2 separate regions of the Acanthopagrus latus genome follow, and region 2 is linked to region 1. The links are chromatin contacts, called in public Hi-C maps. All regions are on one chromosome and are shown on one strand. Each heading gives the region's core, a stretch centred on a gene start, on an enhancer-like site or on the middle of the called end of the contact. The rest is flanking DNA. Distances are from core to core; before and after follow the strand shown. Region 1 holds the start of ginm1 (glycoprotein integral membrane protein 1). Region 2 holds the start of rpf2 (ribosome production factor 2 homolog).

The links. A called contact is a pair of places that touch in the nucleus more often than the background predicts.
Region 2: a contact with region 1 is called in a Hi-C map of muscle, with 5 times the contacts expected there. The contact joins the promoter of rpf2 here to the promoter of ginm1 in region 1. A contact is called at or near these places in 2 of 4 Hi-C or Micro-C datasets (both in muscle).

What each region holds. Positions count from the first base shown.
Region 1 is chr22:554,188-559,557 of fAcaLat1.1, reverse strand. ginm1 (glycoprotein integral membrane protein 1) reads left to right here and starts at 2,152. Exons shown (of 8, transcript XM_037086126.1): 1 at 2,152-2,349; 2 at 2,503-2,574; 3 at 2,683-2,782; 4 at 3,524-3,675. The coding sequence starts at 2,260. ppil4 (peptidyl-prolyl cis-trans isomerase-like 4) reads right to left here and starts at 2,238. Exons shown (of 13, transcript XM_037086122.1): 1 at 2,078-2,238; 2 at 1,691-1,758; 3 at 661-725; 4 at 457-574; 5 at 1-38. The coding sequence starts at 2,147.
Region 2 is chr22:777,645-783,014 of fAcaLat1.1, reverse strand. It overlaps rpf2 (ribosome production factor 2 homolog), which reads right to left and starts at 2,490. Exons shown (of 10, transcript XM_037085690.1): 1 at 2,333-2,490; 2 at 897-1,029; 3 at 258-295; 4 at 4-43. The coding sequence starts at 2,355.

The DNA.
Region 1 (5,370 bases), core at 903-3,402:
TCCAAGTAGTCCAGGTTCTCACCCATGGTAATCAGGAACTGAGGTCATGAATAAAGACAGATTAAGCAAATCATGAAACACATTTGGCAGCGAACATCTACTCAAATATGGTTTATGCTAAAAAGGCACTGTACCCTCGCTACAGCTAGCATACCAAAAATAGCAAAACTGGTACAACCAGAGATGTAGTCCATAGTTCACCATGAAATTATTGAAACTTGGTTAGTGTAAATTATTAAGGTGTATATTCAACATATCCTTGACTTCTGGATCACGTTATCAGCTAATTAATTCATTAGGTAAAAAACTTAATTAAGTTATTTTTAACTTGGCTAATCAAGGGAAAGCCCCAAAGAAGAATTTCTATAAAATCTGGCTATGTTCATGTTGTTTATGCTGTGAAAGCTTTTTGCAATTTACAGGGCAAACAACAGTGCAGATGTTCATCTTATTCACCTGAGAAGCATGCTGATCATTTCCATTGTTCACCATGGACACTGTCCCCTTCTTCCTGTGTTTGATGCGTGGTGCTTTCTCTGCATCAAAAAAGTGGGCCTGGTCCCCATACAGTTTGCTAAACACAAACAGGAGAAAAAAAAAACTTCAATTCAATTCATGGGCTTAAAACAGCGGTCAACAGCAGTGAGGAAGATGACTGACCTATAGACAGATTCTCCACCACGTCCAGTCCCAGTGGGATCTCCAGTCTGCATGATGAAGTCTCTCTGAAGAGGAGACAAACACATTGTTATAACAAGTGTCCAACTTCTAAGATAGACTGATAAATAAGGGAGGACAGTATCTTCACCATAATTAACAGCACACATCACATAATCCACATCATTTTAGTGACAATAATTTGAATTTCTTATTTTATGATCGTATGGAAAGATGAGAAACAAAAAAAAATGTTTATGTATACAACTCTGTCGAACAGATTAAGACATGTATACTATGGCCTTCAAAACTTCCATACAGGCAAAGAGTAACTGTCTTTGTACACATGAATCATTGTTAGGTTCAACAATTTAAGTAACACTGCAGATGATCAATGTGGTTACTCTGGTTTGCACTTAAGGTAAAACTTTTCTTTTTAACTGATAACCGATAATGTAATAATCATTTTATTTTCAAGAAGTTTCTAAGAAAGGTTTATGCAAACCTGTGAATAAAAAGGGCTAATATGCAGCAAATGGTGCAAATAGATGATTTCATATTTCATTTTCTTCTTCCCCTTTTTTGTTCTCTCATGTGCTCATTGGTGGATTAAAAAACAACTTTTAAGGGGCCAACAGCCACCTTCTGTATAGGAGTTTTTAAATGCTTTGCTAGTCAAGTCAGTGAAAGCAATTTAGCTTCATAAAAGTGGCTATTTATCAGATAGAACAATGTCAGTGATGCCAATAAATACAAGTTGCTTTTATCGGTCTGATCTTGTTCGTGTGACCCAAAGCAGTGGTGTTTTTTATTATTGATACACGGAACACAATCACTGTCCCATTAACTTCATAGCAGCAGTCTAGTTTATCTTTATCCTTTTTTTCACCTTCATAGGCAAATTGAGGCAGCTCTGTGACCATGTCGCCCCCCACAGGCAAGTCAGCAGGAGCCTCCGCCGTGTTTCAGCTGATAATATCGGACACAGATTCAGAGTTGTTACAGAAGTTTGCATGGGACCCTTTAGTTTTACCTGAACATTGTGGATGAGGCAGTAGTTGTAATACTTTATCTTGCATAATTTCAGAAAGTTTAAGCAAGCTGCAAAAGAAGAGCACACAGATTAATACACAGTCCTTATACATAATAACACAGCCTCTATTTAGCATTAAGAACTTAAAGATAAACAGAAGTGTGTGATGGTTTATCAATATTCCATTGTCGTTATTATTAGTAAGTCAACTAACTAACGTAAGCTATTTGATGATATTAACATGAACAAATGAATAGGAGGCAAGCAAGCTAACAGCCTTAGCTAGCAATCACTTATTCTGTAACTTAGCTTGTCGATAGCTAACTCAACTAGCGACCAGTTAACGAAATTAGACGCCGTTATGTGGATATTGCTTGTGTTTCTTACTTTTAGGCCGTTCTTCTGTAAACAAATCAATAACAATATCGCCCAGCGTCGTTTCAAGGAGCACCGCCATGCTGACGTTCCTATTCTCGCGAGAGAGGCGCACGTTCGCGTACTAACGTTGCATCCGCCTTGCTCAATGTATTTGTTGTAGCTGTCCCGCTGCTGAGAGGAGTCAAGTCAAGATGAAAACCACAGGGCTAGCAGTTTGTCTTGTGTTTGTTCTCTCTGCTTCAGTAACCTGCACAGATTCGCCACCTAGGCAACTAAATACGGTAAGACGGAAAGCGGAAAATGTCAACATTTGCGAACCTGATGATGTTGATGTTAGCCTGGCGTTAGCTTACTCGTCGTCCAGCTACTAGCAGACATTGTGGCCACCTCTGTTTGGGTATGTTCCTTATATTTGTACATTTTGATCTCCACAGGAAAACATCCTGATTAACGTGACAGCAGGGACATTGGCTGATACACAGTTACAGGATGCCAACAACTTGCAGGTAACGTTACGCAATATAATCCCATGTAACAAAGGTGTGTGTGTGTTTTTTTTTTTTAAACGACCAGTAGCTAACGCTAAGCCATATTGTTGTTCTTTCGTCTTACAGATTAATTTAAACATATCGGTGGGTGAAGAGCAGGTGCTGGTCAATGACATCCCAGTGGAGCTGTCAGGGGTCACCAGGTTCAACTGTCAAGCTCTCCTCTGTGAGTTTTTCTCGCATCACCTGGATCTTCACCGGTTCTGATTAATCCAAGTAGTTCATAATCACAGAAATAAGAAGAAAGTATTATTCTAAATCTGGGGAAAATATATTTTTTTCCGGTTAAGATCAATTATTGTGTTCACTAAATTTAAGAATGAATTTTCCTTTCTTTACATCATGCCATTATATTGTCAGTGGAATGTGAAATTCCTTCATCAAAAACACGCAATAGATGAATCAATAATGACAATAGTAGTTTCTGTGGCACCAGTGAAGACCTCTAACTCTACAATATATGGTCTTTCTGTTGACCATCTTTTGTTGTTCTTTAATTCTTTCTTTCTTAGTGTTTTTAGCACACCAAATCTACATCAAAAATAACTTTTGACTATGTATGTAGCACATTAACAGCCCCTGCTCGGGTTAGAAGTGTGGAAACTCCCATAGCGTCTGAAGTAAAGTCACAAGTAAAAGCAATTGGAGTATAGATTTATGTTTTCAAATTGTCAAGTCTCTTCGATTTTTACAATGATTAAAGATCAACAAACATAGCAAATGTGTTGCATTTATTTGATAAATGACTTGATTGTCAGAATTGTTATTGATTAAGGTAATACGCTAATTGATGGATTAATTAGCTAATAATGGGAGAACTTAAGTAAAATCACTTAAGTTACAACATAACATGATATTATGCAAATATCATCGGCTTATTAATAAACTGATTGTATTTTTACAGTAGACAGCATCAATGGAAGCAGTGACTTTGAATCCGGGGACTTGGTGACCACTGTCACCCGAGTGATGGTGAGCCAGAACCGATTATACAGCGATTCAGAGGAGGTGGTGGCTCTGCAGGTGTTTAGTGAGGTCATAGAGTTGGAGGGCAAAGAGGTAAATATCTCTTGAATCTTATGGGTCACTTCTAGGTCTTAACTGTTAAATCTTAATTTTGTCACAGGATCAGACATTGAGGAAGTGAATTCCCAAGTCTTTTGTGCATATATTTTGAAGCTGCAGTCTGTTCCCCTTTAGGAACTCTTAGCCATGATAATAAGAGAGAATTTGCCCACAGAACTGTGTTTGTTCTTTTAGGGACTATCTCAAAACCTACAACACTTATCAATAATATTAAATATGAAGTATATCATTTCTGCTACAAGGGTTCTCTCAATCAAAACAAAACACATGACTCTGATATGGTATCATAGGAAATGTTTTAATTGTTTAACAACGCTACTGCTGAGGAAAATGTACCAACGTGACTCAGGCAAAAGTGTTCACAGATGAGACAGTGTTTTATAGCTTTATTTATGTCCAAAGCTGGGTCCGTGGGCTAACGTTGGATCAAAGGTCTATGTTGGATCCTTCATCATCAGTTTTTTTTCATAATATGAGTTAAATTAACAGATCAATTGAACTTGGGATCCTAGTTCAGAAGCCCTGAGAGTCAAGTGAAAAAAAATGTTAGGAACTTCGAAAGATCTTCCTGGCAAAGCATTTTTGCTGCTTCTGTTCTTGGAAATAATCGCAAGAGGATAAACAATTCAGATCATACTTAAAAAAGGCTTTCTGATTCTTGCCTTTTAGGGCTGCCGTATACTATCATTTTGCATCTTTACACACTGGATGTGTGCCTTTGGCCCGTGGTCCATCACTGAGTTATAGTTCTGTCATAATATTCCCATGTTGTTTAAATGTGATACTGATCAGTTTGTAGTTTTAATAAAGCATTCTGAATGAAAGATAAAACATGTAACTTTTTGCATGATATTGTCTAAAAACAACTAGACCTTTGTTATAGATTTTGTTGAGTTGCAGTGTTTCCCACAGAATCTGACTCTAACTGTGGAGGTGGCTGTCCAGCTGGGGTGCCACTGAGCATGCGTGCTCTGGACTTTAGATGACCGAGTCGGCTAACCTCCGGTTTAGCATTGAGCTAACTCGGCTGGGGATAAAATGTAGCTTGGCAGCTATTCTAGACTCTCCAAATATTATTGGACTGAATCGCCCAAATTCTGACAGTAAAACGTGTCAGCGGGGTTGTTTGGCTTTTATTACCGTTTTACAGATGTGTCTTTCACAATGTTAGCTTGTGGGAAAAAGTCCCCAGTGCATCGCATAATGATGTAATTACTCATGTTGGCCAAGCCAAAACTGACTTCTAGACCCAGCGCTCTTTGTGGAGGCTGGATCTGGACGATGTGGCCAGCCGTCTTCTTTGCAGAGGAAGTTATGGTCAACCCAGCTGCGTTAAATAGTCCTCCTCCTCTTCTTCGTTGGTTTTACCGGCAGACTATAAACCACACCGCCAGTAGTAAATAACATCATGCTATTCACTGACGGGTGTGCTGCCTTTAGTGAGTGAGAACGGGACGTGCAGCTCCAGAAATAGAAAATCGGTATGTGGCGGCAAATGTTGATATTGTGGCAGACCACCACAAACAAATGAATGTGTGGGAAACACTGAGTTGCGTACTTGCGCGTTAGGGTTATTATTATTATTGTTATTATTATTATTATTATTATTACTCAAGGTAATGGTGTATTTCATTTGGTCGCTTGTTGCTTTAACTTCTGGTGAAACAT
Region 2 (5,370 bases), core at 1,241-3,740, 220 kb before region 1:
TACCAGTGATGTTGAGTCCTCAAACGGCCGCGTTATGTTCTTCCTGGTCAACAGAGAGAGTTTACACACTGCAGACACCTAACATTTCATAACACTCACAGATAATGTGCCATACTGACTGTGCTACTTTTCACTTTACACCGAAGATAGACATTTGCGTGTCTAGTATATAACTAGTATATCATTTGAAAATATATAAAAATTTTGCTCAATAAAACAAAGATATATGTACACTGAAATAACAGAAAACCACTTACTTCTTGTACAGCACAGCATTTGGCTTCTTCAATGCATACTGCAGAAAAAAAGATTTCTTGTTTGAATCCATAATTTTGCCAGTGGGTCCAGATTTGTCATTTAAATAAATCACAAATGTGCATCACTCTGATCATCTGTGTGAATGAACCCTGGGGGTCCCACTATCCTCTCCAATAAGAACCACTGTCCAGGTGTTAGACTGTCCTGTGTAGGGCTCTAACCTGGCTGCATACATGAGACCATCAATGGTCCTTTTCCATTATTTCACAACTGCAGGATCTTTCGTGTAGTTTTTGCTAATACAACAACAACTATGAATCACAACCCTTGTACAGGCTCTTTCAGCAAAACACATGCATTTATAATATCTGCTTAATTTTTCAACATGTTTGTCTTCTCAGCTTTGCCAACCAGGTCCCATATCACATTGAGGTTAGCCTGTAGATTGAAGCAGGAAGTGTTATATTTGTTTTAGACTTTAGGTTTAATACTGGGATTTAGATTGAACGCCATTGTTAAAAAGTAGTTTGCTAGCTTAGCACCTGGAGACTGAGAGGATTATTAAACCTTTATGCTAGTCTGTGTGATATAATTTTGTTTTGAAAGGTCTTTCATGTGTTCAACATCACACTACTTACTATGTCCTTAAGGGCCTGTGTAATGGTTTGACTGGTGTTCCCTCCTTTCATGATCATGGCAGTCTTCACATCCTCAATCAGCTTGGGTGCTCTGCTCTCCAAGAAGCGCTTGGAGCGCTTTGTCTTTGGTTTTCTGAGGAGAAAATGAAAATCAGCCAAACAAGAGGCTGTCAGAGTAACAACATGACAGGTTTCAAACAGAAATGAGCACCTTGGTAGACGAATAACTGCCCCAAATGTACTGTTCATTCACCTCATTAATTTCTCCCTTATTTCCTGTCTCCCTCTGCTGTAAAACAGCGGCAAAAAATGCCATTGAAAAATCCTAAAGTAAGAAATGTGAATGTTACACATGGACCTGACTCTAAGAAGCTTTTTAATCATTTAGTCTTTAATGTTAGTGGCTTTTGGTTTGTCTTTGTACTACTAAAACTGACAAGCTCACCAGTTTGATAGCCTGTTCACACTGAGCTACAATGACAACCAGCGCAAAACGTGTTTATCCTCAATCAACTTGACAGCTCTAACTGATTTCTATCCCTTGCCAAGTAATGAAACACTTGGTGTATATTGTGCTGGAGAGAAAGTACAATGCTGCCACAAGAACTGGCAGATCTGCGAATAAGTTATAATTATTTTGATCATTAGCTGTGTTTTATAGAGCCATGAGCAGATATATTGAGTCAAAACAACTTTCTGTTGTTGACTTGGGCAATCCCAAGAAACTTGAGAAACCTTTAAGAAATTTGGGAATATCTTCTGGAGTAAAATTAGCATGACAAGGGGAAACAATAGTCCCATGATGGTGTCTCTTTCTTAACCCCAACACGGATCTCTGACCTTCACTACTCTAAAAAAAAATGAAAGCACATTTCGTTTTGTTGTAAGCCAAAATAAAATCTGGTACTCTAATACAAGAGTGTACCGCATTCCTCAAAACAAATACACATGTATGGTATATGATTGTATCAGATGACCATTCACTATCACCATAACTGTTGGCTTGATAAAGATATACTATCACATGAATTAATTCCTGCTCCTTCCAGTGTGTAATAATTGTAGTAGTTGCCACCTGCAAACATACTTGGGGTGCAAGAGGAGAAGCTTTAACTTGGAGACACGCCGCTTGTTTCTTCTATCACTGAGAGGAGGCTGGTTAGTTAACCGACAGCTCTACATTAGTTTGGCATTGAATGATTTACAGGCAGTACAAATAGCGAACGACCTGTGACCATCGAAAATTTGCTATATTCAACACTAATTGTCTGTCTAATCATTCGGCTAATAAATGTTAGCTGACTGGCGTTATGCTAGGCTAACGTTAGCAGTCTTAACAAAGTTGGCTTCACGAACACTACACAAGCTTATTGAGTATAAAATATACATGGACACATTTACACAGTGAGCTACTAAGAATGAAAAATCAAACTTACACCACACCGTCTAACTGCGTCATTTCTGTGTCTTTATTCGTGTTCCTGACAGCTGCAGGGGAACTCACGTTGCGGATCTTAACACGTGAAACTTAGCACCGGAAGACAACATTGGTGGAGTTCTTCTTCTTCGGTGGAGTGGTGGTTGATATCCTGCTTCAGGTAAGTTGCCGCCATCTAGTGTCAACACTTCACAACAAAAATTGTCCACTAGGGGAGCTACAGGCTAAAATACCACAGAGGTTGAAACGTTGTCACGTGTCCGAGCAAGTCGGGACTCCACTCGATACGAGAGTCTCAAAAGGGTGTCGTCATGTCCAGGAATGAGGAGGAAAGTCAGACTGCTAAGTTATGAGCACATATTTATATATTTCTTTGGTTATATATGTTGTAATAAAATGAGCACTATGTAGTTTTGGGGAATACATTTAAAGCAGAATAGAAAGATTTGCATTGACTGATTGATTTTGTTTTTAAATGAAACGACTTGATGGAGCAGGAGCTGGGGACAGGGTCCAATGTGGGATGCTGGGATGCAGCTGTAGATGGAGGACAAACCACCACAGCTTGCGCTCAGCTTAGCCTCTGACAACTTATGAAACACCTGCTCTAACTGCTACACAAAAACAAGAATTTACTGCTCTCATGGCCAGACGTACCATTGTGCTGCAGTAGAACTTTGCCAGGAGTCCTTCTTTTTCTCAGCGGTTTTGAGAGGTCATGTTGTTTGTCTCAAACTTGAGAAGATGCATGTTTTCACATATGGCAGCCCTTTAAAACCCACTGCAGCGTCAGGCACTGTTTGCCTTCCTGATTGACCCAAGTATGTACCTGCCATTTAGCTATGGTTGTTTGGTTTTTATCTTCTCTTCTCTTGTCCATCTGCTTGTGAGGGTGTGTGTGTGTGTGTGTGTGTGTGTGTGTGTGTGTGTGTGTGTGTGTGTGTGTGTGTGTGTGTTGGGGTCTATAACATACATAGATGTATAAAAGGCTAACTCCTGTTTTTTGTCTCATTTCTATATCACTCAGTTGTTTTACTGATTCAATCGTGTTTTTGTAGATAACCCTAAATCTTTATTCTACATTTGTAATTTAATTTGTAATTTTATATATATATATATATATATATATATATATATATATATATATATATATATATATATATATCAAAAGAACCCTATTAAGTAATCAGACTCTCTCTGTTTGACTTTGTTTATATGTGGCAGACCCTGCCACCTGTCTAGCTTCAAACAATGTTCTTGGACTGTAATTTACTGAACGACTAGTTTATTCAAGTTTGATTGTTTGATTTTGTAAATATTCAAATTCTGGGTTAGAATTTTTCTTTCAAACTACATAGTGCCCTTTTAACATCTTTTGCTCTGTTGCAATCACTCATACATGCATGCGCACACAGGTTTCATTTATTTGTGTTTATTTATAATATTTAAACTGGATGTTTGACCAGAATGCACCATCAACAGTGCAGGCTTCACACCTTACCTCCTCGGTCCAGGAGATAGGGAGAAGTGGGGCTATTAGTGGAACTGATTGTGTTGAATACAAGGTCAGTCTAAAAACATTTTATGTTTACTGACATCACTTATTCCTGAGGTAATCTGATTTTTGTATGCGTGATCATAATGAACAGGTCTACAGAAATGGATGACAGCCTTTTCACTTTAGTTAAATCATTTGATTACTTACAAATATATATGTTTTATCTAGACATAAACTGCACTTTATCAGTTTTACACTATAAAAGATTTCTTGGGTCATGTGTGCAATCTGCACATCAAAGTTTTCAGTCACATGAGAACTGCTGCCACTCTTCAGTGTGTGAGAGAATGAGATTTAGCTCTATCATTTGATGAACAGAAAAATAACTAATTCTGCAGCATCTGTCAAATTCTTCTCGAGTGGATCATGTCATGCATGCATGAGTGAAAGCATAAGAAACCCAATGATGACATAGATTTCCATGTTTAACATTTGGATGTTTGCCTTTGTGCTTCCTCTCATATTGTTGTTTGTTTTCTCTTTGCATTTTGATAGACACCTCGTGTTTCTGTGTGTCTGTGGATGTCTGTGGATGTAACTGTGTCAGTACACTCACTGTCCATCAGGTGGTGGCAGCTTCTAGCACATGACAATAAAATGCAGCAGGACAGTGTTGTTCTATGATGAGTGGTGACCTCTCCTGAAAACGTTCTGATAACTGTTGGATGGTAACTCCATTAGTGTTGAGGCGACAGATTTCCTGCCTGTCCTCTCCACCTCCAGTGGTATTGTCAGTGGTAGAAAGTAACTTAGTACTCGACCTTTGTACTCTAGTACAATTTTGAGGTAACTGTACCATCATTTTACTGTATGCTACTGTGTACTTCTCTCCACCATATTTCAGTTGCAGATTTAACTTTTTAATCCTCTACCCTTGTTTGACAGTTACATTTACTAATTTTAAGATCAAGGTTTCATAACAAAATACATGCTCAGGTCAATATGATGAATTATAAATGAAATGTTGTTATTGTAAGTACCCAGAAGTGTATACAGTACTTAAAGGGGAACTATACAGTTTATGAGGTATTAATACAAACCCAGAAATCTATTTTTTTCCCGTAGTCCCACAGTTTGAAGCTAGAAAGTTTGAAGTTAGAAAGGTGGCAGGTTCCACCACATAAAGACCAAGCAAAACATTATGAAATTGTGTCCTTTAAAGTGATTATGAGCAACTTTTCTGTGTTCATGAAACAGTCTGGTGATTCCTCTGATGATTATAAATGATCTGTAACAGCAAACGAGACCATCAGTGAACAGACTGCTGTTTGCGAGCACAGGCATTAATAACTATATATAGTTATTAATGGCTGTGTTTGGATCTGATCACATATAAATACATTACCTCATCACGATCCATCCTGCGGTGTCACTCTCGTCCAAAACAAGTGCTAGTGCAGCTGACGTGCTAACAACATTCTTTACAACAGCAGGTGCTGGTGTCGTAGAATCAACAAAAACTTGATTAAAGGTCCTTG